3 separate regions of the Mus musculus genome follow, and regions 1 and 3 are each linked to region 2. Evidence: chromatin contacts called from public Hi-C data. All regions are on one chromosome and are shown on one strand. Each heading gives the region's core, a stretch centred on a gene start, on an enhancer-like site or on the middle of the called end of the contact. The rest is flanking DNA. Distances are from core to core; before and after follow the strand shown.

The links. A called contact is a pair of places that touch in the nucleus more often than the background predicts.
Region 1: a Hi-C map of rod photoreceptor shows a contact between it and region 2, with 4 times the contacts expected there. The contact joins the enhancer-like site here to the promoter of A930019D19Rik in region 2. A contact is called at or near these places in 10 of 39 promoter capture datasets (the 3T3-L1 cell line, the C10 cell line, the HPC-7 cell line and 6 more), 3 of 15 datasets of contacts at CTCF or cohesin (large pre-B cells, pro-B cells and stem cell-derived epiblast-like cells), 4 of 484 Hi-C or Micro-C datasets (the N1E-115 cell line, cerebellum, pre-B cells and 1 more), 1 of 115 datasets of contacts at active chromatin or transcription factors (neural progenitor cells) and 3 of 9 other capture datasets (adipose tissue, liver and pancreatic islet).
Region 3: a Hi-C map of Th1 cells shows a contact between it and region 2, with 2.1 times the contacts expected there. The contact joins the enhancer-like site here to the promoter of A930019D19Rik in region 2. A contact is called at or near these places in 6 of 39 promoter capture datasets (the 3T3-L1 cell line, the C10 cell line, embryonic stem cells and 2 more), 9 of 484 Hi-C or Micro-C datasets (the CH12 cell line, Th1 cells, cerebellum and 5 more) and 2 of 9 other capture datasets (adipose tissue and liver).

The regions. Positions count from the first base shown.
Region 1 is chr2:146,043,777-146,046,895 of GRCm38.p6, reverse strand. Cfap61 (cilia and flagella associated protein 61) reads right to left here. Exons shown (of 27, transcript NM_001369121.1): 17 at 1,349-1,483. Among named protein-coding and RNA genes, the nearest start is that of Gm34629, 54 kb to the left of the region's middle. Within about 2 kb of position 1,260, at least 34 of the 459 cell types and tissues checked have an H3K27ac peak or open chromatin away from gene starts, as enhancers often do. A contact at or near this core is called in cerebellum, pancreatic islet and rod photoreceptor, where this site is marked.
Region 2 is chr2:146,258,036-146,261,293 of GRCm38.p6, reverse strand. A930019D19Rik (RIKEN cDNA A930019D19 gene) reads right to left here and starts at 2,008. Exons shown (of 4, transcript NR_040619.1): 1 at 1,901-2,008; 2 at 328-418. It overlaps Ralgapa2 (Ral GTPase activating protein, alpha subunit 2 (catalytic)), which reads left to right. Exons shown (of 41, transcript NM_001033348.3): 39 at 807-928.
Region 3 is chr2:146,422,119-146,425,188 of GRCm38.p6, reverse strand. It overlaps Ralgapa2 (Ral GTPase activating protein, alpha subunit 2 (catalytic)), which reads left to right. Exons shown (of 41, transcript NM_001033348.3): 15 at 335-572. Among named protein-coding and RNA genes, the nearest start is that of Ralgapa2, 88 kb to the left of the region's middle. Within about 2 kb of position 1,293, at least 24 of the 459 cell types and tissues checked have an H3K27ac peak or open chromatin away from gene starts, as enhancers often do. A contact at or near this core is called in Th1 cells, where this site is marked.

The DNA of each region.
Region 1 (3,119 bases), core at 11-2,510, 210 kb after region 2:
TGGTGAGATGGCTCAGTGGGTAAGAGCACCTGACTGTTCTTCCGAAGGTCCAGAGTTCAAATCCCAGCAACCACATGGTGGCTCACAGCCATCTGTAACAAGATCTGACGCCCTCTTCTGGTGTGTCTGAAGACAGCTACAGTGTACTTACATATAATAAATAAATAAATAATTTTAAAAAACTAGGAAAGATTGAACATTTAAAAAAAAGCTATAAGGGAAAGGTCTCTCACTCATGGGGAGCTGGGGAGGTGGGTAGGAAACTATCTTCTATAATAATTGAATCTGCTTGTCACTTTTGATAATAAAAAAGTTAAAACAAACAACTTGCTGTTCATTTTCAATGAGCAACAATTTGTAATTGTTAGGGGATAAGGATAAATTTTGTAATTTTACCAATATAAGGATCAGGCCAGACTTGAAGAGGAGGCCTCTTGGCTGGGTCTGCTCCATCCCTGCCCCTGTAAGGCTGAGCTGGGAGCAAGGTGTCTGCACCCTCCCTCTGTGCGGAGGCTGAGGCGGCCCCTCATCTCTGAGGGGCAACTCCTCAGCTCGATGTTTTAAACGCTCACACGTTCATGTTCCTCTTTTAGCTTTCAGGAAGAGCAAATCTTAGCCACTACAATATTTTGTTTTTATAATAACTTCAACTCAAAGTACCCAGAACATTGGAAGCCTACATGTTGGTCAAGTTCACACAGTTATGCTGTCCACTTAAATTACAATCAAAGCATGGCTTTGCCTTTCACATTCACAAACATTTACACTCGGGTTCCAACCCTTTTCTTGTCTGGTCTCAATGGCGTCCCAGGGTTATTTTCTACCTCGAGGTAGGTAAAATGAACAAGGCTCATTTTGACTTCCCACTTTTACGTGTGCATGTTTAAAACAAACAAACAGCTTATCCTCAGCTTAACACCCAACAACTCCAACATGGCATTTCTCTGTCAACTTTGTCCTAACAGCAAAAAGACCACTGACTGACTTAAAGCGAACGATCAATTGAAAAGAGGATTCTTCTTTTGAGGATGGGGAAGGAAGATAAAACTATGCTGGGGTGCGCACGGCTCTAGGTCACTCATTTGTCCAGGAACCAGCAACAACACACGAGGTGCCCCTGCTGTATCCTCTGAAGGAGGATGTGGCTACTGTTTTAGGCTTTCTATGAAATAAGCACTCGAGGGCAAGGCTGCAGGGAGCCCTTGCAGGGCGCCGCCTGTAAGGGTATGAGCGCCAGGTTCCCTGTAATTAAGAAGCAGCCTGCTTGGTGAAGACAGGGCTGCCACCCCATCTGCCAAGCCCGCGGGAGCTGGCACCGTGCCTCCCTGCCTGCCGCCCTGCTACCCACCTGATCCTTGGAGACCTCCTTTGATGGAGCGTTTATGCCAAGCTTTTCCAGAGGATAGACAATCTGTCGTCGTGGTCGCACGGGAACCAAGTAATGAAGGGCAGATGTCAGGGAGTGGGAGTAAGAGCTCTGGAGCTGAAAGACAACCATCTCTATTTTAGGGGAGAGAATGTCAGAGGCACAGCGCAGATGTCTTCGTGCTGCTCGACAAATACAAAACTCTTAACTCGGCCAAGTCAGAGAGGGGAGGGGAAAAAAATCAGCAAATAAACAAACATACTCTTCGAGCAGAGGAATGAATTGCAGATAATGCCTCACACTAATGAAGATAATTATGAGGGTAATTACTTTACTATCTCTGTGGGAATGACAGATAAACAAGTGGTTTGGTTTATGGGATTTTTCAGTACAAGTATTTCCCCCAGGAGACTATCCCTCTCCACAGTGATCATGAATCAGCTTGATCTGACCCCATTAAGCTGTGTTATCTGAGTCCTGTTAACCTTTGTGTGTTTGGCACAAGACGCTTTGACACACAGAGATGAAAATGCCATCCAGGGGGCAACCTCGCCCAGATGTGAAGGCGCTCCAGTAACTTTACTTGGGCTTTTTTTTAAAAAATAAAATGAGGGTCTCGTGAAAGAACTGGGATGTGGGGAACAGGAGAGGAGGAGCGAATGATTTTGATTTGTAGAACGACTGAACCGTGAACTGCATTTATGCTTGTTGAAATAGATAATACATAATTTGTATAATAATGCTTTAAGTAGTCATTTAATCTAGTTTTTAAAACTTGACAGAGAATGGTGGCTGACATTTATGAAATCTTGGAAATAATAATAATAACACCTCAGGGCCAAGAAATCATTTCAGCCTCAAGGGTAAAACTGTGAAAAGCGAAACTGGCAATGATGTATCTATTTGTTGAATTAGAGTCAGAGAGCAAAGAAGTCTAGCAGAACATTAGCTGTATTTTAATAAATATAATGCTTTGCAGACGATTCATGTACTGTTTTATAAGTAGCCACGAACATATTTTACGAGCTTCTAGAAATGCTTTCTAGAATCTTTAACCACTGCACATCATACCCTGACTTCACATGTTACTGAGCAGCATTACCCAGGAAACCCTGCCCAGGGTGCTGTGTGTGTATGTATATATAATATATATTATATCTGTGATTGTCTATGCCGGTGCTTCTCAGCCTTCCTAATGCAGTGACCCTTTAATACAGTTCCTCGTGTTGTGGAGACCCCCAACCATAAAGTTATCTCATTGCTACCTCATAACTGTAATTTTGCTACTGTTATGGCTCATAAATGTAAACATGTGATATGCAGGATATCTGATATTTGAGCCCCAGGGGGGGTCACAAGCCACGGGCTGAGAACTTCTGGTCTATGTCCTGATGCAGGTCCTCTCATGAGATTAGGAGAGGCCCACACTGCAGTGAGATATAGGCAGATCAATTTTACTGCTAGAAGACTTGGAGCAGAATTTGATAATTCTGACTCAAATGACTTGGGACAGCTTCTTACTCTTGTTTTACAATGAGCATGAGTAAATCAACCAGCAGTGTGACTAAGGAAACCTGTTTCCAAATGTGTTTCCGGTGCCTGACAAGCAGTTTGGTGAGGAGACACAGGTGCAATGTCCAAAATGTCTTTACTACAGATGCAAATGGACTTTGTTCCAACCGGGCATATACCGGCAGCATGGTAAATAGAAACTAAGAATTTAATATCACACCTGCAAGGTCACACAGTTGCT
Region 2 (3,258 bases), core at 759-3,258:
TCTGCCCTGTGAAAGGCTGCCACAAGCAGGGGTCCTATTAAGACAGCTGGAAAGTTGCTTCAGCGTGTTACGCTTGTAAGTTTTATTGGTGACTGGTTTTTGATTACACATTTGAATGTTGTGTGTTCCAGACTGCAGCTTTAATTAGACGGCAATGGTTTCTCTCTTTTTATTTTTTTGCAGTTGCACTGTATACCATTTGCTACAATCTCCGTCCATCTCCATTTTCATTTTCTAATGCTCATCACTTACCCTGCTTAGAGGCTCTGCTGCCCTTGCAGAATATAACTCCTAGCCTCCTCCTCCCACTAGGTTATGTTTTCTTACCTTTGTTGAAAGTGCTCACCACTACATCACCAGCTCTTACTTGAAGTATCAGTTCCTTGTGTCCTTAGATTGAGATGAGAATCCTTGTTACCTAGATCCGGAGTGAAGAGGAAGGCTGTCACGCCATACCATTCCAATGTTGGTCTACTCGACCACCTCTCTCCTGGCTTGAGCCAGCCTTCGAGATGGTATAATAATCAGCACTTTGCTATAATTTTGTAACATTTTATATTTATATATGTGTGTGTGTGTGTAATATTATATATGATGTTACCTGAAAGAAACCTAGGTTTTAAGAACTAGCATCTCACTATTATATGTGACAAATATTTAATTTTCTGGCAAAATGCTGAAGAGTTTCCAAGGGTAAGTGATGAGCATTAGAACGGGAAAGCTGAGTAACTGCATTTAAAACAAATCACCCACTGCTCTGCATGCAAAATTGCACGTGTGTTTGTCTCCTTAACTAATTACCGAAGCTACGAAGAGCGAGCTCTGTATCTGGAAGCAATAATTCAAAACCACCGGGAAGTCATGACATTTGAGGATTTCGCTGCTCAAGTCTTTTCTCCCTCTCCCAGCTACTCTGTCAGTGGAACGGGTGAGTGTCTACATGATTCTCCTCCCTCCCGCTTAAGACGTATTGAGTAGCAGATGTACACCTGTTTTTCACAGATAAATGCTTGCAAATTTAAGAAGAACGTTCCCCCTCTGAATCAACTAATGAATTTCAAAAGGAATGATGACATTCATTTTAATTTGTTTTGTATCCGAGCTGTTCGCTGTGTTCCTTTCTTCTGCTATCCTGTTAACCCTCGAATCTAGCAAGGTTAATGAACTTTTTCTCAATAATGTGCTCCGGTTCATTCAGGAGTGTGAGTTTCTTGCTGAGCTGGGAATATGGTGTTTAAAAGCGATGCCCAAATCACTGCATACTTATCAGAAAAGAGTTCCTCACAGTTGAAGCCGTCGCTCTAATGCTAAATGGGGATTATGCTGCTGAGATACCAGGGTCAGGGATTACTGCCAGAGACAGGGAAGGACAGTGTCCCCAGGCCTGTCATTACAGAGGGCCTCGTACACCAGTGTCATGTGGACAAGCCACTGACCACAGCAGCACCTGGTGTGGAGCCTTTAGAAAGTAAATTATAATGGCTTTCATTTAGTAGGTCAGTGGAATTTTCCATGGATTCCCTTATTTTTAGATACATACTATTTCTATATAATACTATCAATTTGAAAAAAGTATGTCCTGCCACTTAAATTGTTGGTATGATTATTACAGGTTTTTTTAAAGAATAAAATTATTACTGGTAAATTATTTTCATGTGCTGTTACAGATTAATTGCCTGTCAGACAGTAAGTGGAATATTTAGTGTACAGCATGTTGAAAATCTCAATGAGGGGCTTCCCTCACCTTCCCTGGTTTCAGCATAGCTATAAGGATGCTTAATAGATTTCTAGCCTGTGTTAATTGCTTCTGAACCAGGCTTGCTTCTCCTGTGCTGACTTGTTAACAAATATCTTACACACAAAGTGAAAAAAATTAAATTCAGTGAAATAAATCACTTACAAATAAAATCAGCCATGCGTCATTGTTTAACATCGCTGGCTTCAGGCCGTGCCTCTTGGAGCTTTGTTGGGAGATAAGAGAGAGAGGCAGGCACTTGCTTGGGAAGCCAGGAGCAGCAGGCAGAAGGCTTGGGAGATAAGCAAGCTGGCAGAGGTGCAGAGCTCCATTTACATAATCACGCCTCTGCTTCCTGGTGAGGCGAGAGAAACACAGGGATGGCCTCTATTGATCTTTGTTGAACTGGGATACTGAGCAACATGAGAAAAGCTTATAACTTAAAGCTTTGATTAATGTTTCTTACATTAAAAAAAGTAGAACAGCTGTGAATTGAATTCTTTTATACGCTCTGCCAGCATTCTATCTAAGACAAGAAAAAAATCTGTTTCAAGGGAAATGAAGATTTCATACCCAGTCTGGCTAGCGGTTTAAAATTGTGTCTAATTTTTCAGTGAAAGAACAGGAGGAATCCACAGCAAGCTAATGCTTTCCAGCTCCATTCAGTCTCTTCCCATCCTTTGGAGACGCTGGGACTCGGCGTTTCTCAGCAGAGGCTTTGGTTTTGGGTTTGTTTCTTGGTTTTTTTTTTTTTTGTTTTTTTTTGTTTTTGGTTTTGTTTTTGTTGTTTTTTTTTTTTTTTAACTTCTAAGAAAACATTTCATTTCTTAAAAATAAAAGAAAAAAATGAAATGATAAATGTTTATATTTCCTAACTTTTTATTTTTAAAGTTGATGATGATCAATGTTATTGAAATAATGATGGCTGTTATTTTCTATGTATATTTTAGCCTCTGTATAAATAAAGTTCAACCAATTCAGTTCTTAGGACTGTAGGAGCATTTTGATTTGTGTGACCACTTTGGAGAAGGGTAGATTTTGTTTTTTTGTTTTTTGTTTTGTTTTGTTTTAGAGAATGTCCTGTTTTTTTTTTCTTTAATTATTTAGTAAAAATTCCAACAGCTTGTCAGGACAGACATTAGAACTTTTATATATGGGGCAAGAAACCAAATATAGAACACCAAAGCAAATGGATTTTATCCTTCAGATCAACATCAGCACCGCATCCCGTCATGTTCACAACTTCTGCTTGCCCTTCACAGTGATAAGGAAAGAGATAGAAATGCAATCTATTTGAACTGCAGTGTGAGGGCAGTGCAGTGAGAATGGGGTTCACAGCCTCATCTGTGCAGGGGCACCTCTCAGAGCTGTATTCTTCCTGGTGTATGTGCAGCTTCACCCCTATTTTCACAGAGGAAAAGACTTTTCACTTATTCATAGTGGTTTTTTTATTTTCTTAGGACAAACACAGTCAAAACCAGATGAGCCCAGCCCAGCCAACTTACACTCAGAGACTGAGGTGA
Region 3 (3,070 bases), core at 44-2,543, 160 kb before region 2:
GTACGTGCTGCTAGACTGAAGGTCTCCTGGCTGACGGTGAAGGCAGTCTCATTCAGTGAGTTGTCTTTGAATTCTGCAGCAGTCTCAGCTGCTCAAAGTCTTGCAGCACATGGGGGCTTAGACAACACATGCAGGAAGGTGTTTGAGATAGCTGGACAGAGATGTTTTGTCTTCTTACTGACAACAGCAGTGTTAGCCATGGACTTTAGAATAATATTTCCTCAGATAACTTGTTACCATAATTCAAATCCTAGATACAGGTGGTCCAAAGTAATGAAGAGGGTGTTATTTTAATTTTTTGTTTGTTAAAAATCATAAATTTGTTTGGTTTCAGACACTTATTGTGGCTTGGATCCGAGCAAACCTCTGTGTGTACATTTCTCGGGAGCTCTGGGATGACTTTCTCAGGGTGCTGTCATCCCTTACGGAATGGGAGGAACTCATCACTGAATGGTCTAACATCATGGATTCCTTGACAGCCGTGCTTGCCAGAACTGTGTATGGAGTTGAAATGACAAACCTACCTCTAGATAAGTTAAGTGAACAAAAGGAGAAGAAGCAGCGTGGCAAAGGTAAGAGCAGAGGTACCGGGTGAGAGAGTGCTCATGTGTGGACCTAAGCTTTTAGTGCGTAGTAGTTCATAACGAGCTGAACCAGCTGCCTCGTGTTTTTTTCAATGCTGCTGTTAGATTGTGTCTATTACTTTGTCCCCTTGACTGATAACTAAAGAGACTGTGGAAGACAACAGAGAAAAGTACTGAGAGGAGTAACAGTGACCAGTGCTTTCTACATGGTCTTCACCCTTATGGTAGCTCTTTTAGTTACAGCTGTGTCATAGACAGAAAATGAAAAATACAAAGACCTTATAGTGATTCAGTGAGTCAGGGTGGCTTAGGAAAGAAGTGATAAAGACAGACATCAAAGCCAGGCAAGTCCAGCCCAAATACTACACTGCTAAGATACATGCTGCCTAGAACGTGTGGAAAAATTCCAAGTGCTTGAGATGGGAGCCATTTTGGCTTTATTGTGTTTTTAGGTCAAACTGTTTTAAGACCTGAGGAAGTAAAAGTGGTAGTTTTGAGTTGTGAAATAATGGGAGTCTCTGTTGGAGATGACAGTGGCACCCTCTTGTCACTGTTACAGTTCCTAAGGACTGTGGCACTTGAGTTAACTTGTCTATTCACTTATATTGTAAAGACTCAAATGTGTTCGTTCAAATGCATATAGTACATAGCAAATGCAGAAACAAACTGGACCGAGTAGGAAGTGGCTATAGGTGTGGTTAAACAGCAGAATGCCTGGGAGGCTCGTGGGCTTCCTGGGGAAATAGAGAGGCACCTTCTCAGGGTTATAGCAAAGAGAGTCACAGAATACAGACATTTCTGTGGGTGATAAGTAATTTCACTTGGTTCTGAGACCTTGAAGGCCTCTTTTCTTCAAAGCTTTGCCAAGTTACATATGTTTGATAATAGATTATGTTTTAGTAATAGTAACCTTTTGTAGACTGTATCAGTTGGCTTTTGCTATGTGACAAATCACCTTAAAACATAGTAGCTTAACCATTCTTTTATTTAGACCATGATTTTATGAGTTGATAATGTGGGTTGCACACTCTGCCACTGCTAATTCTCATTTTCATTTGATTTTCTTTGTGCTGTGTGGCCACTTAGAGTGCTCTGATTCTAGGAACTGACTGGCTGTCAGCCAGGGCAGTGAGTGTGACTGGGCTACACACACGTTTCATAATTCAGCACGTTGGCACATGGTTGTTAATATAATGTTATAGAAGTAAAATTTTAAGGCCTCACATCTTCAGTCTTACTACCAAAGTAAGTCACGTAATGAAGTCCAGAGTCACTGTGAGAACAAAGGATGTGGATACAGAGAGATGTGAACTAGTTCTAGTGACGAGCTAACCATATAAATGAGCTAAGGACTGGCTTATCATGTATTCATTGCAGGCTGAGAATGGCTTGCCAAAGCTCCAGTTAGTAAAAGCAAGCAGCAAGCCAAAGCAAAGTAGCTTATGTTCATAGCTTTCTAGTAGAATGGCTTAATTCCAGTTTAGATTTTAATGACACGGCACAGTAATGTTTTAACATAGCTTTAGCAACAGGTCACTTTTTCTCCATAGTTGAAGCTAAACAGAATTGTTTTTAGAAATACATACTAGACTAGAAATCCTATTCTCTTCTGGTTCTCTCTTGCATGTCTGAGGTTTCCATGTGAACTAGGCCCTGGAAGTATCACGATACTATCTGCAGGAGACTGGCTACCTAAGACACTGCTTCTCAGTCTAGAGGAGAGTTTTCTCTGCTGAAGGGGAAGAACTGAGACACAAAGTACCACTTACTTTTTCAAAATAAGTGTGTTTCCTACATCCTGAAGGTGTTTAAATACACACACACACACACACACACAATCACTCACAGGAACATCTCTACATGTGTGGGACACACTGTATCCTGAAGTACTTTTTTCCTACCTAGTGTATAAACACAGTCCTATGAAGTTATAAATTAGCAATGGAAAGTAAACAACTTCAAAAGTGCTGTTTTCCAGAGAGATAGGAGCAAATTATTTAAATAATGACCATGATAAACATCTTAATTTATGTTACCTTAGTCAAAAAAGTAATTTAAATATTTATTATACAAATATGGGCCTAAGCACTAAATTAGTGAAAACAGAAGCTACATACCAAGGAAACTGTAAAAACAAGCCACAAGTTGTATCTGGTCTTCATATTTATTCTGAGCAAAAAATCTCCTAAATGTCTTATTCTTTTTCCTTCTGTATTTCTTTTGGGGCTTTGACCTTTCTTTAAAATATTTGACTAGAAGACCACGAAGAAAGGGAAGTTAAATCAAAGACCACATTGTTTTTGAAACTTTTCTAAAATGAGATTTTAAATTATTTGTAGGTTTTTATTAACTTGCCCATTTGACCAAGTATACACGGGTCTCTGTGGGGTTTGTAGCTGGGTTGGTGTCTTCCAAAGCCAGTTCCATTTTAATACCAGGACTTTATTATAAAGTTTTTAGCCTTTAAGTAATGGTTTTTAAAGTAC